Linked DNA regions of Mus musculus: all the other regions are linked to region 2. The links are chromatin contacts, called in public Hi-C maps. All regions are on one chromosome and are shown on one strand. The core of a region is the stretch at or near the end of the contact, and the rest is flanking DNA. Distances in the headings are between cores, read along the strand shown.

Region 1 (2,700 bases), core at 27-2,526, 530 kb after region 2:
GTCCAGGAATAAGTAGGTGGTGGGGCTTGGTGAATCTCATTTTCTTGCCGGTAAGTCAAGATATGTTTACCTGGCATTTTGATGGTGAAACAAAAGCTACAGAAGCACTCTTATGTAAACTTGGTATACTATTATATACTATTAAAGAAAGTGCAAATCTATCAGGAAGAATCTGAAACCCCTCCACCCCTACCCCCATGCAAGTGCCACAGACTGAAAGGACTGCCTGGGTAGGAGATCTTCCCTAGACAGTGATAGAGCTTTCCCCATCAATCTCCCTGCATCCCGGCTTCTGAAGATTGGCTGGCTCACCTTGTTAGTACACGGAGGAGACTGCTTCATGGCTCTTTGCCGGCTGTCTCCATATGACACAGCTCACAGAGTTATACCTCCCCAGCCAAAGCCTGTGCTTGCTCCTAGCTTAATAGCTGTCTGACAGAGCACCCTTTCTACAGCACAGCATCAAAAGTGTTCTTCCAAAGGTCAGACGCAATATGCCTGTGGTTAGCTCATTTGGATATGTAATCAGTTGTCTTCCCAGGGGAGGCAGGTAAGAAGTTTTGTGAGAGGACCTCCTCTCGCTTGCTGTAGTAAAAACATTTCTTAATATTTTAAAAGTGCCTTTACAAACATGAATTTTAATGCATCCCACCGAGCTTTTCTAAGCCCGGTGTTTCTCTGATGACTGTCATCCACCCTTATCCTCTGCTACCTATAGTGACTAGGCACCATCGCACTACATTTTGCCCACCTTCCTGGGTTCACATTTTCTTCTGAAAGTGTTGAGGTTTCTATTGTCAATGTTATGTTTCCCTACTTTTGCTCTGCTGAATACATCTATGATTTTTTTTTTCACAAAGAATAAAACAATTCCTCACAACAGAGGCCCTACTTTCTTGTTTCTGACACTATTTATTATAATTTTGTATGCTTCATCTAGTATACACATTTTACATTTTCTTTCCTTTCTTCTTGTTTCCAGAGCTTGCTTCCTAGAGCAGAGTTAGATACAGACATTCTCAACTAAGACACTTTGGAGAGGGCTTTGCGCAAGCACTTTTTAAGAATTTGGTTAAAAATGTAGTCACTCTGCCTTTAGGTTTAGGTTAAGCCACATCATTGCTGCTAGTGAATCAGTCATATGATATTTCTGCCACTGTTCTGAGCTCTAGGGTTTCAACCTCTGCCAGGCTTCATCTCCCTATGTTCCTGTCATTACCACACCACCAGACCAACGGCTTTCCCGTGAGCAGTAGTGAAGCTTCACCATTCTGTGGTTATGTCCTTTCATTCCCACCCCCCTTTTTTCCCCTCTAAATCTCCTATTGTGCAACAAAATGCTAACGTTACATTACAATCATCCTCACTGGAGTTTGACACTGGCAATGCTGACAGAGTTAAAGATAACTTTGTAAAGCCTTCTCATGAAACTTGGACCACAATTTTTATAAAATGGGGGGAAAATCACTCTTAGCTAAGAGGTAGGAAAGAGCAGCTTTTTTTCCTTTGAAAGGACTTTTCAGTAGTTTTAATAACAAGCCGTTCTGGGCCTTTGCTATTGTGTCTGAGAGGCAGCAGTATCCCTCACTTCTGCCTTCTGAGCTTGAACAGTGTCACTTGAATTCAATTAAGTACAGCCCTCCGGTTACTTTTATCTCAGGGTCAGCTTCTAATTGCAGGGATTGTAGCCAAGCTTCTTCCCAGCCCCCGCTGCTCTGTGACAGCTAAGGCCATAGTGTGACACAGCAGAAAGCTGGTGGCTGTGGCTGTGAGGAAGGACAGAGGTGAGCATCCTGGCTGTCAACCTGTTTCTATAAGTAAACTGCTCTTCAGAGTCTGTTCTAGTTACTGTAATCCTAGAAGACAGAAACCAGTGTGAAGATGTTCTATTTATTTATGGTAAGGTAGAACACCACCACCTCACTTACGAATAAAACCCAGCTAGCAGTCTTGCTGGACTGATGACCACCAGAACACAGACCACAGTCTCTTGAATATTGAAAACTAGGTAGGCAAGCCACAGCTGGGTGAATGTTGGCGCACAGATTAGGACGCTCTCACGTTTAATCCTGAAATGCACGTACCTCATAACTGCCATGTGTGCTCCAGTGATTAGAATTCACCCAGGTGAAGAAGGCAACTGAATTGTGTGGGGGCACTGGCTTCCCACCTGTCTGCAAGTGTGCAGGAACACCAGAGGCACTGGTTAAAGTACAAATGCTCAAAGGATCGAAGACTGGTGCAAGTGCAAGAGAACAAGGAGCCTGTCTTCCCTGAAACCCCGCTGCCACCTCCACCCCCCTGCACTATCCCTGCAGCCCTGGAGACTTTCAATTGTGTTCTTAATCATGCTCCTTGAGACTGAGTAGGGGACCTTGTAATTCTCTGTATGAGTCAGGATCACAGACAGGCTTTTTCCTGAGCATTTAATGAAATGACGGAATACAAAGAAGTGAGCAGAGTTAAGGGGAACAAGCCTGCGGGTGACGCCACACCCTTGTGCTCAGACTGGTGGGAGGCCATTCTCCATCTCAGAATCAGCGTCAGAGCAAGGAGTATGTCGGGGAGGAGCATTAAAGACCATCTCATCACTGAGGGTCGTGAACTGCGCCATGCTGTAGATAAGAGCGAGGGAAGAAACAGACCTCTTCCGGGCTCAATCTCGGGCTTTCTGCAGTGGTTCTTACTGGCTGAAACCAG
Region 2 (2,700 bases), core at 149-2,648:
CTTCCCCAAATGTAACCACTATCTCATTTTGAGTTAATAATAATAATAATCCCTTCATGTTCCTTAATCATTTTTCATCATATTGCCCTATCTTTCTTAGTTTAGGTCATTGTTTACTTGTTTAGTATTATTCAAGCAAAAATTTCTTGTTTATATTTTTCTTGAACTTGCTTTTTAAACATGTTTTTAAATTATGTGTACATGTGTATCTGCATTTGTACATGTTATACACATGCTCAACATATGTGTAGGTGTCTAGAGTCCAGAAGACAGTGTTAGATTGCTGTTAAGCTGGAGTTACAGGCAATTGCACTGCCAAACATGGGTACTGGGACCCAAAACAGGGCCTCCAGAAAAGCAGTGAGTGGTATCAATCCCTGTACTATCTCTGCAGTCCCATGAAACTTTCTGTTTAATCTAATCTTTTGTTTTCAGCGTCATGCATGCTTGGCCTATGTCGCTGCATTTAAGTCGTTTTTGCTACAGTAGTATATTCCATTATATGAATCAAATACCACACAATAGTCATTTGGAGTTTCTGTTTGAGCATTTTGCTATTAGAAATTACATTAACGAAAAGATTCTTGTCTCAATTCTAGTATACCTATACAATAATGCCCTAATATACCTAGCTAAGAGGGGGAAATGCCCAGCTGTATTCATGAGTTCCACTTTATAAGATGAAATTGTCTTTACAAACTTTCTGAACCAAATCACATCATCACCAGCTGATAGGAAACTTCTCTTTGTAGCACATTTTCACTAATACTTGATGCTCTTGGAATTTATACTCTGGAGCCTGGTGGTATAAAATGGGATTGCAGCATGTTTTCAATTTGTATTTCCTTTAGGGCATACTTTAATCATGTATGAACTTAAGAAACCAATCTTCGAAAACATAACAATTCATCATGGCTCCTCCTTAAGAACCAGGCAAGCTTCTCTTCTTAGAGAACGTGTGTGTGTGTGTGTGTGTGTGTGTGTGTGTGTGTGTGTGTGTGTGTCAGAGCCCTAATTATTCATTAGACGTTAGCCGTTAGAAGATAGCAGAGGCCTTAGGCTACTGTTTGTAAGATAAACAGCAGTTCTTAAGCGGCTCCTTTTAGTTGATCGTATTATTAGCCAAAGCCATGGGAAGGCAAATACATTTCAGAGGAATCGTAAATATTTCTTTTATCTTTCCAGATAAAGACATTTAGCATGAGTCCTAATGCACAGGCTGAGCCATACACAATTTATAGCAGAAGAGGGCTTGAAACACTTTTGTGTAAACAAGCGTAGATCGTTTTTTAAAGGTTGCTAAAAGGCGGTGTGGCAAGGGAGCTGCTCCCTCTGAGACCAGCTCTGGTCAGTGTCAGAGCCCTTCCCACTAGCAAAGCTGCTCCATTAAGCACTGTTCTCATCTCTGCAACCCTTACTTTCATGTAATGTTTACATCATTGACACCTCCTCTTAGTGAGTCCCTAATATAAACAGAGGCTGTAACAAGCTGTAATGTATTTAACAAGATTTTAAAAGACCCGACTCTGGAACAAGGACAGCCAAACGGGGAAGAGATTAAAGCCAAAGTTTTACAACATCTCTGTCTCCGGTGACAAAAACAACTTCACGATTTATGTCCAGGAGAGAGACAGTCTCCTTGTGTTTATTCATAAATTAAAATTTGATGGACTCCAAATGTGCTCTGATCAGCCAAAGTCGGCAACCTAACCTTTTAGCAGAAAATTATAAACCCAGATTATAAACTCGGGAGATGTGGGAACAAACTTGCTTTAAATCCATAATACCAACACAGTAGCGGGAAACTAGGCCGGGATATGTGATAAGTAAGTCGATGGAATTCACTATCTTGATAGAAAAAAAAAAGTGCACTTTACAGATTAACACCTTGCTTGATGCAGTTCAGCTGAAGGGGGCAGTGTAATATGTGTGCAGTAACTTTCTGACCAACCTGGATGCATATGTGACTTCTGGTTGTGTCTCGTTCCCTTGAGTGAGGCTGCCTCAAGGGCCATTGTGGGTCAGGAGTCCAGGGCACTAGAGAGGTACCATCCAGGTTAGGGCTTCTCAAAGGAGGTCTGTGGGCTGCGTGTGGTGGCCACACTTATCAGCCTCTGATAAGAAAGGTTGCTGAGTTCAGAAGACATGTTTCCGACTTACAGAAATTGGACTCAGCTACGACAGGCTGGCAAGCAAGCAAATCACTGGCTTTGCCTTGTGGAATCAGAAGCTTTGATAAAGGCTCTACCAGAGGAAAAAATTATAAAAGTGAGAGGGGAAAACCCAGAAAGTGTATCTCAATCTCTGTCTCTACAGTCTAGAAAGCAGAAGGCCTGTGTTCCTGTTAAAAGGCAGGCGTTTTTGTTTTTAATTGACAAAACGGTATATATTTATGGGGCACAGCGTTTTGTTCAGATGTACTGTGGAACGATTAAACCAAAGGAACTAACAGGCCCACTTACTGATTTACTGTTGACAACATTTAAAATCTCCTATTAGCAGTTTGGGAATAGTCACACTACTCTAAACTCTGGTGAGCTGGCTCTAAGGTAGGGCTCTACCTAAGACACATCTGCCTAACTGCATGAACTCAGCCCTTGTGCCTCCCTGACCTCCGCTGACTGCACGCTGCTCTCTCGAACGCCTAATCAGCATGCTTAGATTCCACAAAGATGTGAACTCACCGGATACCCATCTGAC
Region 3 (2,700 bases), core at 81-2,580, 900 kb after region 2:
AGATTTACACACCATCAGAAACATCTCCACTCCTTTACTGTGTTCATTCAAGTCTGTGTGGGCACATATATAATGACAAGTACCAGAACTGTGGGAGGTTCTAGACCTGTAAGAGGACTGTTTGATTCTTTGTAAATAGACATGGGACTGGGTTGGGGATAGGGATTTTGATGTGCCTCGTAATCCTCTCAACTGCTGATGCATAAATGCATAAACTCACACCGAGTCATAATACATTTGAGAGGCTCTGGTAATTGTCTAAGAAGGGAAATAAATAGGCTTGGGAATAAATCTGGTTTTTAAATAATTTAGTTACATAAGCTTTTAATGGATTATATTTTTATAAGGACTAATACTTGTAAAATTTTTGCTTTTAGCAAATTATGCATCATTTGAACACACAGGCTGATGCTTAATAAGAATTAGAATTATATTTTGCTTGTTATATAAGTAAGTATCTTGTTACATGCCTGTTTAATGCTTGCAAAGCATTCCAAACAATCTCTTTAGAATAAGAGTCTAATTACACATTTATCATTAAAATTACAGTGAGCTAATTGCCTTGGAGATATCTTTATCTCTCTTGCAGCTTGCTTAATCCTAATGCATGTTTTCAATAATCATTTGTTATTTAATTAACTAATTAACAAACAATACCTGTCCTATGGAAAATCCTAAATTAAACACTTGAGATGCTTTAATTGAATGCTCAATAACCCAATACAGCCCTTAATATTAGACCTTTAAATATTGCAAAGATTCTATTGAATCACACATTACTTTGCTCCTGTTATCTTTGGGGCTTAATTGGTAGGGGAGGAAAGGGCACTTGATAATACACAAGGGATATCCAGCACAGCAAGGTTCTGATGAAACAGAAAATACCCATTAATAGCTGTTGAGGGAAAGCAGGCCAGCCATACAGCCAGCAACAGAAGCAGGCCATTCATTTAGAGTATCAATGTCTTTGTTCCCTAGAATTAAGAAGCATAGTTTGGATGATAATCAGAAACAGGGCCCCAAATTAGCAGTCTGTGACAAAAAGCAGACATCTATGATGTCCTGGTCCCCACCCCACACTGTACTCAGTATGGCTCTGAGCATATCTGGTGCATGGTATTTCCTCCTGTGGCATACAACCATTTGATGACAGACTCAGATATTCCTTTGTATCGTGATGTCTCATGTTTACTTTTCTTGAGTTCATCCCTTCCAGTTTAGCATGGGAAGTGCTGCTGAGGATACCCAACAGTACAGTTCTAATTACTAGCATCCTCCTGATGCCCCCTACACTTCCTGATCATTTCCTCTCACCTCCTTGATGTTTGCAGCTTTCAGTATCATCTTTCCTTCCTACCAACATCCTCGCATCGCTGGCCTTCTGTACCTGTGCCTCTCAATCTACAAATGTTATGGTTTTACCTGGTTACAGTCATCTACTTTGATCATTATTTGTCACTTTTTCTCAATGTCCCATGAACTCTTCAAGGGTACATCCTTCAAAGAATTATCTTCTGTTGAAATCTGTACTGAAACCTAAAGCCATCCTTTTCTCTGTCACCCCTATCTCCTCTATTTTACAAATATACAATAATTATAATTACATGCCCATCTTCTACCTTAAACTATAGAAATCAGAATTAAATACTTCGAAGAACAGACTGAAGTTTAGTAAATACAGTTTCAAATTCCTGCTTTACCATACACAAGCATTTGAACTTATACTTAAATATTTAATTTCTTCTTTCGTCAATTTCCACATCAGTAAAATGGGAAGAGTAATTGCATTTCATTCATAAGTTTATTCTGAGACTTGTGTTATATACCATATATACAGTACAAATAAACAGTGTCTCAGTCTCACATATGGAAAATTCCAAAGTCATTGCAAGTTTATTTTAATATCATTACATATCTTTATTATTGCATATGTTTTTGTGTCTAATACAGTTTATGACTGATGTGAAAATTTCTTCCGTAAGGGAAACATGAACATATCTACCACTTCCTCCTAAGTTCCTAACAATACCCTGATGTACACGCCCACCAAAATACACTCTAGGAAACCAAGGAGTTCATCAGGCTCCCTTCAGTGTAACGGGTGAGTGGTTATGGGCAGGAGTGTGGGCAACTTTAGATCAGCCACACAGGAAGGTCTTCACTCAGCATGGATTATGATTCTTCTGTTGAAACTTAAATGGAACCCCTCCCCCTAGTTGATCTCACACCCACCCTCTAACTCTTCTCTGAAAGCCTCTGAAAGTCAGAATTTCATACAACTGGATGGGAGGAGTGTTTGACTACTTGGGTTGAGGGTTTTAAGACCTTCCCACCCACTCTCCCGAGAAGGAAGACCAACAGTCAGCAAGCCCAGCTATGGTGATACTCTGCAATGATTATGCCTATTCTGATAAAGGTGGTGGCAGTTTTGCCTAGTGCATTGTTCCATACGTTAATGGCACAGTGTGTATGTGTGGGTTTAGTTAATGTTGCTATAAATTTATTTTCTGAATTATTATAGAAATCAATCACTGAAGTTATGTATTAAAACAGGAGATAAAACTTCGGCAGGAGTACAGAACTTTTTTACATATTTAAAATTACACCCTGTAGAGGAATGGAATCAGAGCACATGATGGGAGGTACATGATTAGAGAGCAAAGCAATATGATAGAAAGGTCAATTTAACATTGTAATTTT

What was found. Hi-C and Micro-C count contacts between places; a contact is called where the count stands out from the background.
Region 1: a contact with region 2 is called in a Hi-C map of the N1E-115 cell line, with 7 times the contacts expected there. A contact is called at or near these places in 1 of 484 Hi-C or Micro-C datasets (the N1E-115 cell line), 1 of 130 datasets of targeted methods (bone marrow-derived dendritic cells) and 1 of 9 other capture datasets (embryonic stem cells).
Region 3: a Hi-C map of the N1E-115 cell line shows a contact between it and region 2, with 5 times the contacts expected there. A contact is called at or near these places in 1 of 484 Hi-C or Micro-C datasets (the N1E-115 cell line) and 1 of 130 datasets of targeted methods (astrocytes).

What each region holds. Positions count from the first base shown.
Region 1 is chr19:14,954,890-14,957,589 of GRCm38.p6, forward strand. No RefSeq gene overlaps it. Among named protein-coding and RNA genes, the nearest start is that of Tle4, 360 kb to the left of the region's middle.
Region 2 is chr19:14,423,408-14,426,107 of GRCm38.p6, forward strand. All of the region lies in intron 2 of Gm8630 (predicted gene 8630), which reads right to left. Among named protein-coding and RNA genes, the nearest start is that of Gm8630, 11 kb to the right of the region's middle.
Region 3 is chr19:15,325,236-15,327,935 of GRCm38.p6, forward strand. All of the region lies in intron 3 of Gm46645 (a long non-coding RNA gene), which reads right to left. Among named protein-coding and RNA genes, the nearest start is that of Gm46645, 14 kb to the right of the region's middle.